Linked DNA regions of Mus musculus: regions 1, 3, 4 and 5 are each linked to region 2. Evidence: chromatin contacts called from public HiChIP or PLAC-seq and promoter capture Hi-C data. All regions are on one chromosome and are shown on one strand. Each heading gives the region's core, a stretch centred on a gene start, on an enhancer-like site or on the middle of the called end of the contact. The rest is flanking DNA. Distances are from core to core; before and after follow the strand shown. Region 1 has its middle 38 kb from the start of Slc15a2. Region 2 holds the start of Ccdc58 (coiled-coil domain containing 58). Region 3 holds the start of Slc15a2 (solute carrier family 15 (H+/peptide transporter), member 2). Region 4 holds the start of Ildr1 (immunoglobulin-like domain containing receptor 1). Region 5 holds the start of Sec22a (SEC22 homolog A, vesicle trafficking protein).

What was found. Promoter capture Hi-C pulls out the DNA fragments that hold promoters and counts their contacts. HiChIP or PLAC-seq counts read pairs in DNA pulled down with a chosen protein or histone mark.
Region 1: a contact with region 2 is called in an H3K4me3 HiChIP or PLAC-seq map of bone marrow-derived macrophages, with 5 times the contacts expected there. The contact joins the enhancer-like site here to the promoter of Ccdc58 in region 2. A contact is called at or near these places in 2 of 39 promoter capture datasets (the HPC-7 cell line and hippocampal neurons), 6 of 115 datasets of contacts at active chromatin or transcription factors (bone marrow-derived macrophages, embryonic forebrain, embryonic hindbrain and 3 more) and 1 of 9 other capture datasets (macrophages).
Region 3: a contact with region 2 is called in a promoter capture Hi-C map of hippocampal neurons, with 6 times the contacts expected there. The contact joins the promoter of Slc15a2 here to the promoter of Ccdc58 in region 2. A contact is called at or near these places in 9 of 39 promoter capture datasets (the 3T3-L1 cell line, the HPC-7 cell line, cranial neural crest and 6 more), 1 of 484 Hi-C or Micro-C datasets (bone marrow-derived macrophages), 17 of 115 datasets of contacts at active chromatin or transcription factors (the 230-238 cell line, astrocytes, bone marrow-derived macrophages and 7 more) and 4 of 9 other capture datasets (adipose tissue, embryonic stem cells, liver and 1 more).
Region 4: a promoter capture Hi-C map of embryonic stem cells shows a contact between it and region 2, with 3 times the contacts expected there. The contact joins the promoter of Ildr1 here to the promoter of Ccdc58 in region 2. A contact is called at or near these places in 8 of 39 promoter capture datasets (the C10 cell line, cranial neural crest, embryonic stem cells and 3 more), 1 of 484 Hi-C or Micro-C datasets (embryonic stem cells), 13 of 115 datasets of contacts at active chromatin or transcription factors (effector CD8 T cells, embryonic stem cells, epiblast stem cells and 4 more) and 2 of 9 other capture datasets (embryonic stem cells and macrophages).
Region 5: a contact with region 2 is called in a promoter capture Hi-C map of pre-B cells, with 3 times the contacts expected there. The contact joins the promoter of Sec22a here to the promoter of Ccdc58 in region 2. A contact is called at or near these places in 2 of 39 promoter capture datasets (hematopoietic stem and progenitor cells and pre-B cells).

Annotation. Positions count from the first base shown.
Region 1 is chr16:36,745,963-36,748,662 of GRCm38.p6, reverse strand. No RefSeq gene overlaps it. Among named protein-coding and RNA genes, the nearest start is that of Slc15a2, 38 kb to the left of the region's middle. Within about 2 kb of position 1,397, at least 12 of the 459 cell types and tissues checked have an H3K27ac peak or open chromatin away from gene starts, as enhancers often do. A contact at or near this core is called in bone marrow-derived macrophages, where this site is marked.
Region 2 is chr16:36,070,392-36,073,091 of GRCm38.p6, reverse strand. It overlaps Ccdc58 (coiled-coil domain containing 58), which reads right to left and starts at 1,432. Exons shown (of 5, transcript NM_198645.2): 1 at 955-1,432. The coding sequence starts at 1,005. Fam162a (family with sequence similarity 162, member A) reads left to right here and starts at 1,531. Exons shown (of 5, transcript NM_027342.2): 1 at 1,531-1,622. The coding sequence starts at 1,589.
Region 3 is chr16:36,783,654-36,786,353 of GRCm38.p6, reverse strand. It overlaps Slc15a2 (solute carrier family 15 (H+/peptide transporter), member 2), which reads left to right and starts at 1,392. Exons shown (of 22, transcript NM_021301.3): 1 at 1,392-1,699. The coding sequence starts at 1,562.
Region 4 is chr16:36,692,701-36,695,400 of GRCm38.p6, reverse strand. It overlaps Ildr1 (immunoglobulin-like domain containing receptor 1), which reads right to left and starts at 1,423. Exons shown (of 8, transcript NM_001285788.1): 1 at 1,187-1,423. The coding sequence starts at 1,241.
Region 5 is chr16:35,362,460-35,365,176 of GRCm38.p6, reverse strand. It overlaps Sec22a (SEC22 homolog A, vesicle trafficking protein), which reads left to right and starts at 1,259. Exons shown (of 7, transcript NM_133704.4): 1 at 1,259-1,353.

The DNA of each region.
Region 1 (2,700 bases), core at 148-2,647, 680 kb before region 2:
CACATCATCAGCGTCAAACGCACATAGCTATGGTTGGCTTTTTAACATGGGTTCTGTGTATTTGAACTCAGATCCTCATGCTTGCCCACTATACATGCTTGACCACTGAAACATCTCCCAAGCCCCCAGTTTCCTATTGAATAAAGTATACTAATACGTTAGACTCTCCAAAGCGGAACACTCAAGTCAAAATCAGAACACTCAAATCAAAATCAACTTCATAGATCACTTAGTGCTACAAAACTCTATCTTTAAAAATGTTCATGCAACAAACAACAGCAAAAATCATGTGAGCAAAGAGTGTTAGGCCAGACAGGGAATGGTGAATTGCTCCATCTCAAACCTTGGTCCCGGGCTGGCGAGATGACTCAGTGGATAAGAGCACTGACTGCTCTTCCAAAGGTCCTGAGTTCAAATCCAGCAACCACATGGTGGCTCACAACCATCCGTAATGAGATCTGACACCCTCTTTGGTGTGTCTGAAGACAGCTACAGTGTACTTACATATAATAAATAAATAAATCTTTAAAAAAAAAAAAAAAAAACACCTTGGTCCCAGCTGCTTCATAGTGGCTTCTTAGAGAACTCTGTTGAGAGGGACTTTGAGGCTTTGTACAAACTCAGCAGAAAAAAAATAAATAACAAAAGGCCCCATGGAGGACAGGGAAGTGCAGCATCCTCCTTATGTTCAACTTTCTATTTTTAACTTCTACATCCTCCAGCATCATCCAAACAGCTACAATAACTACTTATCATTTCCTCAAAATACTATGCAATACTTGCCACGAACCTCATTGTTTTTCCTGACTTTCATGGTCTACACTGTTCTTTCCTGAACTTCCTTAGTTATTCATCTTCTTTCTGAAGTAGTCTAGCCACCTCTCGTACCACTTTGGAGTGTGTATCAACATCCCTTGATTTATAGATGGCATGTGTGTAAACTATATGTGGTTTGCTTTTCAAGTTGGATAATAAACTTGTTGAGGGCCGTGGAGAAATGTAAAGGCACATGCAGTTTTGTAAGTTGACCAACAAATACTCAGGAGGATTTCTCTTTGGTATAGAAACAAAATGTGTCCATCAGAAGCTACAAAGGTTTCCAGTCTTAGTACATATGCCTATCTTTGTGTGCTTGTAAAAACTGACCCGTGTCAAAGGCTCACCAAGAGCCCAAGGCTGTCTCTGGGGAGTGGAGGCCATTGCTGCTCCTTCAGTTAGCAGGACAGTAACCTGAAACTGTGGCTTCCACCAGAACAGTATCTGAATTTCTAGAATATTCCAGCCCTTGTTTAAAAACACCCTACTTTCAAACTCTGGAGACTGCTCAACCAGCCAGCCTCTTCATATGCCGTTGATTTGGGTCATGTGACATTCTTCTATCGTCCGGACACTCCCTGAATTCCTCTTAGTTCAGCTGCAGCAGAGAACACCACTGGTGCTGCCTTAGGTAAGGGCTATTGTTGTGCAGAAGTGTTCTTATTTCTCTTGAAAGTCTACATTGAACCCATTACATAAACTCCTAGAGCCCGTGAATCACTGACAGTCAACTCAAGAGACCATTTGTTTTGTGTCACCCAAAGTAAACACAGTGAGATGCAAATTGGTTCACTGACCTATGACTTTTTAGTCTATATCTGATTCCAACTATTAGTAATTACTGTTTAATTCATTCAGTACTTCTCCAAAATGTGTACCAAGAAACTAAGAGGGCACTGTGACAAAGTCATAGTACCAGGCACATTTTGAATCTTCAAAAGGAACAAAAGCACTTGGGTATTATATAAACCACTATCTCAAGAGAGGTCACAGTTTTAACACTGAGTAAGGCTATATTCCTATCAGCGACTTTACCATTTCAGAACTGTTGTTTTATTGCTTGCTATGGTTTTAAAAAAAGGAAAGACAAACTTTATGCAGGAGAGAAAACAAAGATGGCGTTGTCTGACCTACTTCTAGAGTTAGAGAATTTGTTCCACACTCAACAAATACATGCATCGCATAGTAACTAACTGTTGTTATTTAAGAACTAAATGAAAATACTATTTTGCCTTTCAGTTTATATGTATTTTTTCCCCACATGGCTATCAAGTTGTTTGAATATACTTACTTAGTTGTTTGGACTTAAGAAAAATAGAATAGTTTAGTAACCCTTTTTAGCCAAGAGCATAAAAATAGGCACTGATAGGTCAGAAGACACGAATAAATTTTGGAAACCATAGTGTAGTCTCACCAGTGATTAAAAGTTTAGATAGATAAAAAGCTTTGTATCAATATGGTAGACATTTGCTTTGGGATGATCCAATGAACTAAAACAGAGAGAACTGGAGGAGTGAGGAGCAATGTGGAAGGAAGGAGGATGAGAAGGTAGGAGGAAGATGGAGCTGTCAGTCTAAGAGACTATCTGGGCAATCGCTGAGATTTAGAATTTATGCTAAACACCTTACCTCTGATAATAGTTCTTAGTCTTGGGGCTTGGACCATCATGTTTGCTGTGGCACCTTCTGGATTTCTTCTGCTCTCATTAGTAAATAGTCATTTCCCAAAGCCCCAAATGTTTCCTCACTACCCTGGCAGTCTAGAGCCTTCTACAGTTAAGGATTATCTGGGTATGCCCATGGGGGTGCTATACTCAATTAGTACCTAGCCTTCCCAGTGCAAAATGCTTAGTAGTAGACCCACCTGTCTACAATCCTTACAGCA
Region 2 (2,700 bases), core at 183-2,682:
GTTTGTAACTTCAGTCCTAAGAGATACAATGCCCTCTTTTGGCCTCTGCAGCTAATGCACAGATGTGGTGCACAGAAATACATGCCCACAAAACACCGATGCCCATAAAAATAAATGTTAAAAAAATACTTTTGGCCTAATTATTTACCAAATAAATCAATTTGGTGAGGTTATCTTCAAGAATACCACTACCTACAAGCTACTCAAAGTATTACGGTTACTACAGATAGGGAAATGACATGTTTAACAAATTTTACTATCTCTACTTAAAATACACTTTTAAAGGTCATGTTTTTTTGTTTTTTTGTTTTTTTGTTTAGCTTCAACTCTAATTTAATAGCAGAACCATCATTGTGAATTGATCAACATCCGGATCGTTATTCTTGAATTCTTGGTTAACTATTCAACCTTTGAAATTTTTAGTACCAAAAAAGACACATATTTGACTTAAGTGTTACACCTTCTCTCGGGATCAAGAAGGCGATAGCACAGACCAAGTATTTGACTTAACCCTCCCCCAAGCTTCCAAATATTCATTGTATCGCACCACACACATAAAAAGGCACTATGCCAAATACTTTATCAAGTACACAAGGTCTCTTTCACTTTTTCTCTCCCACAAAATCTCAACTTAGAAGTAGGGGAGTTTTGGTAGAAGCTGGGAATGAAGTTCGGAGAACTACTGAACTATTAACTATCCCTACCCACAGCTTCAGAGCTCGGCCTGACCGCTCCAGAATGACCCGGTGAGCCTCCGGCACCTCCTACGCTGAGCACCTCCGCTTTCCAAGGCCACCCCCAGCCCCCATGACCTCCAAAGGCTCCCCTATAAAAAGCTCTGAGCAACTTGCTTTTCCTACAGTTTGTCTATCCTCCCTTCCCGGACCAAAGCACCGACTGGGACGTGGGGACAAAAGGCTGGACAAGCTTGCCACGTGTGGAAAACCTCATCACCTGGAACTCGGCGAACTCTTCACAGTTCACACTGCCACTGGGCGCCGCCATATTGAACGAACACGAGGACCCCCGCAGCCGACCAATCACCGTGGAGCAGAGGTGTCCGCGGTGCTGCCTGACAGCAAATACCGTGAGCCCGGGCGGTTGCCTTTCCTCTCGCTAAGCCTAGAGCATCGGGTTGCTAATGAGGGATGAGCCCCTCGAAGAAGCGTCGAGAAACTAACGGCGTTTGGGGAGGTGAGGGTGGGCAAGCGGTGAGAATGACTAGATGTTTTTAAAAACATAGCTAAGTGGAAAGCAGGCTTCCTTCGGGCATTCCCGAAGCCCGGACGCCATAGGGCCCTGGTCCCGAGTCCCTCCGCGTGTGTGACTCGCTTGCACAGTCCTAAAACACTACTCAGCGCTTCGCAGTTGGCAGACATCGCCCTCCCTCCTCCGCCTTCATCATGCCCGGGCAGGCAGGGCGTTTGGCCGCATCCTCCGCTCGTCGCGCACGTCCCGCACGCCCGCTGCGTCACGCCGGCACGCCCCGCCCACCCCGCCAGCGCCCTCCCCACGCGGGCCCTTGGTGACATTGAGCGCCAGCGCCGCGGCCGCCGTGGGGTGCTGTGCGTCGGCGGAGCGGGTGGCCATGTGGAGCCTCGGCGGCCTGCGCCTGGCGGCTGGTGAGACGCGGGTCTGCGGGCGGCAGGAGGGGGCATCGCCGGTGGGGGTGTCCTGCTTACTGCAACCGTGTGAGGACCGCAGCGCCTTAGCAGACGCGGGGGGCTGGCCGAGACCCTGGTATCTGGCGCTCATTCACGCAGCTCCCATCTTAAGTTAGTGCCTTGATGCCTCCACCTGGTCCCCATCCTCCTGTGAGCTCCTATTAAGAGTTATCCACGGAAGTAATGCTTTCCACCCTGACTTTCTCCTATCCGTTATTCTACTTGTGCCTTCCTACTTGTCCCTCCCTCTTTAGGTGAGGGACTCAAAGATCTCACAGAATACGAGTAATTGTTGCCTTAAGTTGTGGGTGGTAGTACATACTTTTAAACAATAGTGCGGTAAGTGCCGGGACTCTCTTAGGGGAAAGTGTTATGCTAATAACGTAAGGTCTATAGCCTGTTTTCTCAGTAAACATTGGAGCGGTTGAGTGTTTTGGAGTCTGGTAACGTGAACGTATCCCGCCTCGGGGAAATCTAGAGAGCCTTGAATTATCAAGTTGAGAAATCAGAGAGTTTGCAGCTTGTATCTTGAGGGTCTTTAGAGGGTAGCTTACCTTTTGATCATCTTTATGAACTTTCATGATCTATCCTTTGTTCCATGGCATCAAATTACTACAGAGTTGTTAAATTTTTAGAGAAAGAATAGCTCCACGTTTTGTTATTGGAGTAATGTATATTGTAAATGTAATTGAAGCAATGCAAAAAAAAAAAAATAGTACATGGAGAATAGTTGCGTAAAGAGTAGCCGGTGAAGAGGTTAGATTTTACCGACTGAAAGACCTTTCAATGGGTCAGCATTGCTTACACCCTTAAAAACTCACACCCACTCTGCTCTAGAAAGAAAACGGAGAAAGAGAAAAAGCACTCATTCTTTTACTGGTTTTGATTTGTATCAGTTAAGATCTAATCATCTAAAATCTCGATGTGCATGTTTATTAAGTATTACAAAGTTTTCAAAAGAGCAAGCAAAAGAATCAGCAACCTGTGAGTTATGTGAAAGTCACTTAAACACTGGCAGTAGTTACTTTTCTAGACT
Region 3 (2,700 bases), core at 143-2,642, 710 kb before region 2:
TTTAAAAAATTTCATATATGTATGAATTTTAATTTGCTCATATTCCTTCCCCTACATTGTCCTCTTTTCCTTGTTCTTCGTTCTCAGTTTCCTCTCTTGCATTCGCCAATGAAATCACTCATCTTGACATTGCCTGACTTGGTGGGTTAGTGCTCAGGGTGTAACCCCAAGGTGCAGAAAATGTCCTTTGTAGCCTTTGGCAATATCTCCCCCTTTCTTTTGTGCTTCTCTTACCTCTTTGGATTAGCAAAAGTAACACACCAAGGGGAGAAAGAAGGAAATGCAAGGAGACTGTGTTCATTCAGACCGCGTGACGCGCATGTGTGGAAATGTCACAGTGAAAGCCAATGCTTTTACATCAGTGATATATAGTACTACACTTTCAATTTTATATACATTCAATTCAATGTAGGGTATAATGTATCTATTGTCACAATGTGTATTCCAATTGCTTGTCTGACAAGGGACTGAGTATAGTATTCTAGCGTCGGAATAAAATCCACTGAAAGTTAAGAACATTTAATGCTTGCAATAATACCTAGAAAGCAACTGGTTCATAATTTTTTGCACATGTTAAATTTTATTTCTTAATGAATGAATGAACTGATTTTTGAAGAGATAAATTGAAAATACAGAAAGCGACTTTAGCAAGGGCCATTACCAACTCTTCTTTTCCCTGTCATTTTCTTTAACCTTGTATTTTTTACTTACAGGATTTTCTAGCTGAATGCTATGATGTTGAAAACCTAAGCCCGGATCATTCTTATTCTCAGATTCAGTTCTGTGATGACTTTCCTTCTTGTTCACAGCATTTTGACTTCCTAGCCTCCCTGCGTTTCCACTTCTGTGGCTTCCATACCTGCACGACTGACTGCTGATACCTGTCTCTGCTTTTCCTATCTGTTTCTGCATAGTGAAAATTCCAGATCTGCCACTTTACTGGCCCTGTGATTTTTAGATAAGTTTCCTGATTTCTTGGAACAATAATTGTGGTATAATAAAGATAGCAGTAAAATGTATGAAAACCAAAGGTATGCATGCATACATATATGAATAACGCATATACATTAACATGGCACATAATAAGTGCCCAATAATGGCAGATATTATTAATCTGAAATCAGCCTTCTGTGTTTACACTGTTGTATTCTTCCCGCCCCCACCCCCACATGCCATTAGAAATCAGATTCAGGACCTGCAGGGCATAATGTTCTACCACTGAGCTGTATGCCTAGCCAAGATGCTGCATTCTTGAGTACTATCTAGTCCTCATTTGCAGAGGTATTTTTCTCAAACAGATAACCCTAATCGATTCTCTAGCACTGTTTCTTCTCATCTCGTGACTTGTGACGTGTTGTTCTTACTTCCCCATGCCTTACCTTTGGCACAATCAGCGTGCAGCCCCTCTCTTTTCCTATAGCTTCAAGTTCTGCTCTAAGGCAGGCAGCCACTGAAACTGACACCCACAGGGTTAAACCTATTTGCTGTAGCTATCCCTCCTCCCCCTAGTCCCCCTTTTCACTGTAGGCTGGCAGCAGTCCTAGCTGCCTACTGAAGCCAAATGCTTGAGGAGAGAGAGAGTAAGGAGCCAGCCATGAATCCTTTCCAGAAAAATGAGTCCAAGGAAACGCTCTTTTCACCTGTCTCTACTGAAGAGATGCTGCCTGGACCTCCAAGCCCTCCAAAGAAGTCAACTCCGGTGAGTCCCAAAGTTCGGTTTGTCTCTGACAGTAATAGCATACGGAAGTCTTTTGAAGTTTCTCGTTGGCTGTTGGAACTTTGTGCTGAACTGTATTAGAGCAGAAAAACTACTGCTTTCATGGAATTAGAATTCACCTGAAAATTAATTCTAGACTCTTCTGTTTTGGGAAGGAAGCAACAGGGTGGGTTAGCCAGATTTTTTTTTTCAGTTGGGCCCCAGAGTTTTGCTCTGTTTCATTGCATATTCCCTGGGGGAGAAAAAGCACTTTGAATGTCCAGGGAGACTTGGCAAGCATTCCTGTCTGGAGAACTGTGTGTGATTGTTCTTTCCTTACCAATACCAAAACTCAGCCTTTAGTTTCCCTTGTGTGCAGAGCCTTCTTTTTTTGGACACCAAAAAAGCTTTAGAATAGACCCACTCTCTGTTACTAAGTGTCCCTACTTTAAAGTGGGAGGTTGGATAGAGGAACAAAGAATAATATTTTGTATTTCGTACTCGTTAAAGCACTTCCGATTGTATCGCCTTGTTCGATTCTCATATCATATTAAAATCCTCTTTGTAGAAAGGCTACAGTAATAATAACCAATTATTTGCTGAGTTCTTAGTATCAACCATGAGGTCAGTATGATTCTGATTTCCTTGAAGTAACAGAAATGAAACACAGAGCGGAGTACTGGTGTCACTTCAGTAAGGATTGCATGTTAATCCAATCAGTGAGAGTGTATGCCGCTAATGTTAAATAAACTCTATGTTACATAGTTCTCAGGATGAGAGCTGCAAAGGTAATAATTTCAACTCAGTGCATCTTTCAATCAAGTTGTTATCATGCAGTAACATGTATATAGAAAGGTGATTTATTCATATCCACATGGGTAAAAGGCAGACTAAGTTTTTTATATATAGTTTATCATATCTTGTTAAGGGTGGTTAGAGAGGTACATACCTGTGAAATAAGAGGTAATATAAATCTCATGTTAATGTTTGAATGTCTCAAAGGA
Region 4 (2,700 bases), core at 174-2,673, 620 kb before region 2:
CACTTAGGGTCTAAGTTGGTTAACTATTCTGGTGGTGTTTGAGTACCTAAAGCCTAACGAGGCTACACATGCTTCCTGTCCACTGTGTACGTTCAGCATCTAGTTGTTAGCTTTAGACATCTTATAAAGCCTCCGTCTGGCCAAACAAGTTGAAAGCCAGCCTGCCACAGGAATGCTGCCTTTTCTCGGTTCCCTACCCTTTTGCAACCCTCCCTCCTTTTATTCCCAACATTAAGCTCTGGTAGACTCTAGTTTCCGTGAGATTTGATTACATCTGAGCAACTCTCTAGCTCATAGAAAGGGCATTCTGCCTCCATTTTCATATTACATCTGCCTGGACGAACCATTGAAGCTTCCAATTGGTCGGCGAGCAAACTGATATTCCCAAAGGGGAGCAAGTGGGAAGTGAGTCGGAATAAAACTGGGTGGACCGTCCAAAGGAAATGAAAATTCTTGTTTGCAGAGTCACAGCTACAGGCTAATGTGAACAGAGCCCAGAGAGCCTTCCCTTCTCTCTCCTTTCCTATTCGGCCTCACTCACAGACAAGACCTTTTGCCCTGTTTCCAAGAGGTACCTTAAGACATTCAGATTCTGAGTGAGACCCTTAGTGTGGAGGTAGAAAGAAAGGTGCAGGGCAGCCGGACGGGCTGATAAAGAGGAGGTGGACGCAAAAAGGAGGAAAATATCAAATGACAGGTACTAGCGGATGGCCTGTAAGAGACTCAAATTTATGCCCAACACTCCTTCATACACTACCGACGCAATCTAACTTGTCAGGAAAGAATAAATGTACTCTGGGCCAAAATGGTTGTCGTCGCATCTACACTCTGAAAGCAAGTTTGACACGGGGTAAAGGACAGGGAAAGGGGTATTAAGAAGTTGAAGAATGGTGATTTCGCCTGTATAGATTCGGTTTTAGGCATCAAGCATCTAACAACACCTGTTGGGGCGTAAATCCAAAGGCTGGGGTTTCTTTTTGATTGCATGTTTCCGAAGGCCCTGGGCTAATAAAGGAAGAAAACAACAGGTTCCCACTGGCCGACTCTCGATCCGGCCCCTGCACCTCCCGGTGCCAGGAGCTACCCAAGTGCACCGCCCCGCGGGTGGCCGGCTCTGCAGGGCCAGGCAAATGGCTTCCTGTCTCGTGTGGCCCCGGATGGGACTCCCCCTTTTTTCAGGGCTCACCTGCTGGGAGCCAGGTGAAGAGGAGCAGGCCAGCAGCGAGCAATCCGCAGCCCATGCTGGCCCCCTCGCTGGCTACAGAGGCTCAAGGGCCCCGGAGAGGCGAGTCTTTCTTCATCAGCCGCCGGCCAGGACACGCATCTCCGAGGAGCCCGTAGGTCGAACTATGCGACGGGAGCGTCCCCTCTGGCCCCCACAGGTACGGCCCAGCCCACCGGTACCTGAGGCTCTCTGAGCTCCGCCCCAGCCCAGGGCTGTCTCGGTTTCCTGCTCCGCCCCGGCTTGGGGACCGCAAGCCTCCGCCCTACCTGTCACAGGCTGCCAGGTGACCCATCTCCGCAGGAAACAGAGCCTCTAGCCGTCTCCGTCTGCGCGCGCGGAGGAACTTGTCACTGGCTCCCCTAATTTCTAAGTCACCCTCACCCCTTGCAATTCTTTCCTGGTTCTAGAATTACGTGGCTGCAACTTCTTAGGGAGTAGTATTTCTCGTTGATGCACCTCTCTGTCTCTCTGTCTCTCTCTGTCTCTCTGTCTCTCTCTCCCTCCCCCTCTGTCTCTCTCTCTCTCTCTCTCCCCCTCCCTTTCACACACACACACACACACACACACACACACACACACACACACACACACTGAAAATACACTTCTGTACACTTCTGATGTTTATACCTAATGTCTTCTTGTCTTTCTTTATTCAAACTAAAGATTCTAAAAAGTAGAGCAGGAACCAGAGACCGCAAATTTATTTTTCCACGCTTATAAAATGAACACATGCTCACAGGAAAATAGGGAAAGTGTAATGGAGAAAGAAAGACCCTCTCTCACTGTACATAGATTCGGTTAGTGGTGATGTATTTTTTCCTTAGGTTTTCCACCCATCTTTCCTCGTAGCTCAGCAACCATGCACAGATCTCAGATAGCTCAAGACCAAGGTTTAGACCTTTGACCCAGTGAGGACAACTAGTTCTCTTAGCCACCATACCCAGTCTTTAGTGTTCCTTGGCAGGAAGTGAGTAGGGCCATGGGAATTTATAACTACTAAAAGAAAGGGGAGAAAGGCAAAGTGGCCTTATCAAACCAATCAAGACATTAACTTGGAAAGTCACGCATATTCTGGGCAATGTAAATAGATAGCAAGGCAGTTTACACACTCTTTCCTTATAGGGATTTTCATTGTCTGCTATATTCTCCTGTAAGAAGATTGTTCCTCCTTTCACCTCTCCCACCTCCAGCCTCCCCTGCCCATCACCTGCTTCAAGAATAGCATTATAAAGTGCTATTAAACAGAGCTCAGGAGGCCTCCACCCTGGTCACTGAACAGGATGCAGCTATTATTTCTCAAGAGCACCTACCTCTCTTGTCTTGCTAGGCTTTCAAGGACACTCTCTTCACTGTTGCTGCTAGTGTTCTCTATCCCCTTCCTAGCCAATGAAGCAGGCTTGTCCTAGATCTGTAGAAACACACACACACACACACACACACACACACACACACACACACACACACACACGCTTCTG
Region 5 (2,717 bases), core at 10-2,509, 710 kb after region 2:
TATCCATCCATCTCCATAAACAGCAAAATGAGCTTTAAAATATGTAAATCAGATCCTACTTAAGAATCTTTATTAGCTCTGTGAATTGATCTTAGGGTGTGTTGCTGAAGTCTGAACTGTATAAAGTAGCCAAAGAGAGTTAGACCTTGCCTCATCTCAGCCTAAACTTCTTGCCCCTACATACTTTCTGCTTTAGGCTTTTTATTGATGAAATTAACCATAGTGACCAAAGGCAACTGGGTGTGGAAAGGATTTATTTCATCTACGAAAAGAAGTGAGGGCAGGAGCTCAAGGCAGGGATCTGGACAGGAAGTGAGGCAGAAGTCATGGAGGAGTGCTGCTTACTAGCTTGCTCCCCATTGCTTGCTCAGCCTACTTTCTGGTACAACATAGAACTACCTGCACTGGGGTGAAGACCGCCCACATTGGGCGGGGCTCTCCTGTATCATCGTCAATCAAGGCAATATCCTACACACTTGCCCACTAGGCTAATTTTACAGAGGGTTTATCAAGATTCCTTCTTCTAGCTATGTGAAGGTTTCTGTCGAGTTGACAGAAACCAACCATCACGACTTCCTAGTACAGTTAAATGCTCACAAATCATGTTTCCAGGGTCTAGAACATTTTTAAGGGTCCCTTAATATACCTTGACCTTAAAAGGTACGTAATCATGGAGCTCTTCCCCGACAGTCCACAACTCATTCATCAATGTACCTATTAGTTTTTCTTCACAGTACCAGTCAAATGTACATTTCTGTAACAATTTACCTTAATGCCTTTTATTCCTATTACACCTTAAAAGGAGTGCTGTGGACATTCCTGTAAAACATGCTTAAGATGCTGCCGACCATTTAATTGACATTCAGCATATCCTTGTTTAATAATACTTAACCTCGTGAAGGCTGGGAGGAGCTACTGAGGCTTTTCTCTCTGTTTTGCTAAGTTTCTTTGTGTAGTGCCTGATGGAAGAAGATCCTTTCCCTGTTCACCAGAGAGAGCTTTTCCTCTGTCCCGAGTGGCGCACGAGAGACAAACTGCTTCCCGACACAAAGCAGCAGGTGAAGGAGATTAGCCTTATTTCCGAAGGACAGCATAATTCTCTTCTTAGAAGAGAAGGCAATCTCCTGGCGCAGGTGCAGGAAAACCTGCCAATCTCCGCCGGAGGAGGCGGGGATAGGGCGGGCCTCGGAAAGGGGCGGGTCTTTGGATGCTTCCCACGGCGTCCGATAGGCCCGTGCGAGCTCCGCCGGCGCCAGCCACGTTGGACGCGGGCATCCCCGCTGGAAGGCCACTCCCGGCCCCACAATGCACTGCGTGGCACGTCACTCCGAGCCGCGGGTCCCGGAGCGACAGGTATGGCCCGGCCCCTCTTTTCAGCTTCCTCTGGGTCTCCCGGAGCTCTGGCCGGCTGCTCGCGCCGCTCTCTCGGAGTTCCACCTCGGCTTGACCGGTAGTTGTCCGAGCCGGAGCTTGGTGGCGGTGGCCTCAGAGCTTAGGAGGACGGGCGTGCAGGGTCCGAGTCCCTGCGACCTAGGGCTGCGAGCCTCGCGGGCGGCGGTTGCTGTTTAGCAGGCCTGTCCTAGGATGGGCGGCTGGAGTAGGGGCTGCTGACGGGGAGGGACGGCCGTCCCGGGCTGCCAGCGAGCCGTAGTGTTGACTCCCTGGCTCCCGATGTCAGCAGCACACCGACTCACTCGGGCTGGTAGGTGGCCCGAGAGAGCTTGAGGTGGCATTCCTACTTTCTTTTGGGCGGGGTAGCTTGTACCCTGTGATTTGTGAAGTCTGAATGGGCGTTGCAGTTGGACATCTTACTCGTTGGCTCTGGGAAATCCCGTGAGGCCCTGTTTTAAAGGTGCTTTGCGACTCTCTGTGGCAGAAAAGAGACCTGAGAAATTGGCTCCACAAGTGGGGAGTCTCCTGCTGCTTAGCTTCCGGGATCACCATCACCTGGGGGCAGGTGGAACTCTTCAGAACCCGCCCCTCCTGTGCTTAACCCTGGGCAGAGCCTGGGTGTCCCGCCAGGCTACACGTGATAGAATCCCAGCGGATTAGTACAACCACCATTTTTTTAAAAAACGGAATCACATTCCATGTTACTGGTACCCACTCGTTTGCCAGTACCGTGAGAAGTCGGTTTCTTAAACAATACTTAGAACTTCTAGTGTGTAAAGGAAGACTTGAGAGCTGAACCTGACACCCGTAACCAAAAGTTACTAAAGGATCGGCCGTTTCCACTTAAGAAGATCACATCAGTTTAGTACTTGATTTTTAGAGACTGGGTAAAGTTTAAGTATATTTTAGTTTGGTGTATGAAAAGACACTAGCAAAGAGATACTTGCCACCTTCCTCTCCATGTAGTAACGAAGCCTGGGTATGTTTAGAGGCAGTGTCTTATAGAGTTATTAGAGTTAGTAACAACTTATTACTTACTAGGGGTTGAACAAATGACTTAAGCTTTTGGAACCTGTGTTTCTTCCAAAGCAAAGTGAAACAAATACCCAACCTTACCGGTTCCCGGAAGGTTCAAATGAGGTGTATGAAGTGGATCTTAAATTCAATTAAAAAAAAAAGATAGGTAACTCCTATAATATTCTGTCATATTGTACCTCTGGGCACTGTAGGCAGGTCATTATTAGAGCTTGCAGGGTTCGTAGTTGGGTGAAATGGATGGCTGCCTTTCTCCAGTCACTTGCATAGCAACTTGTAGCACTATGAAC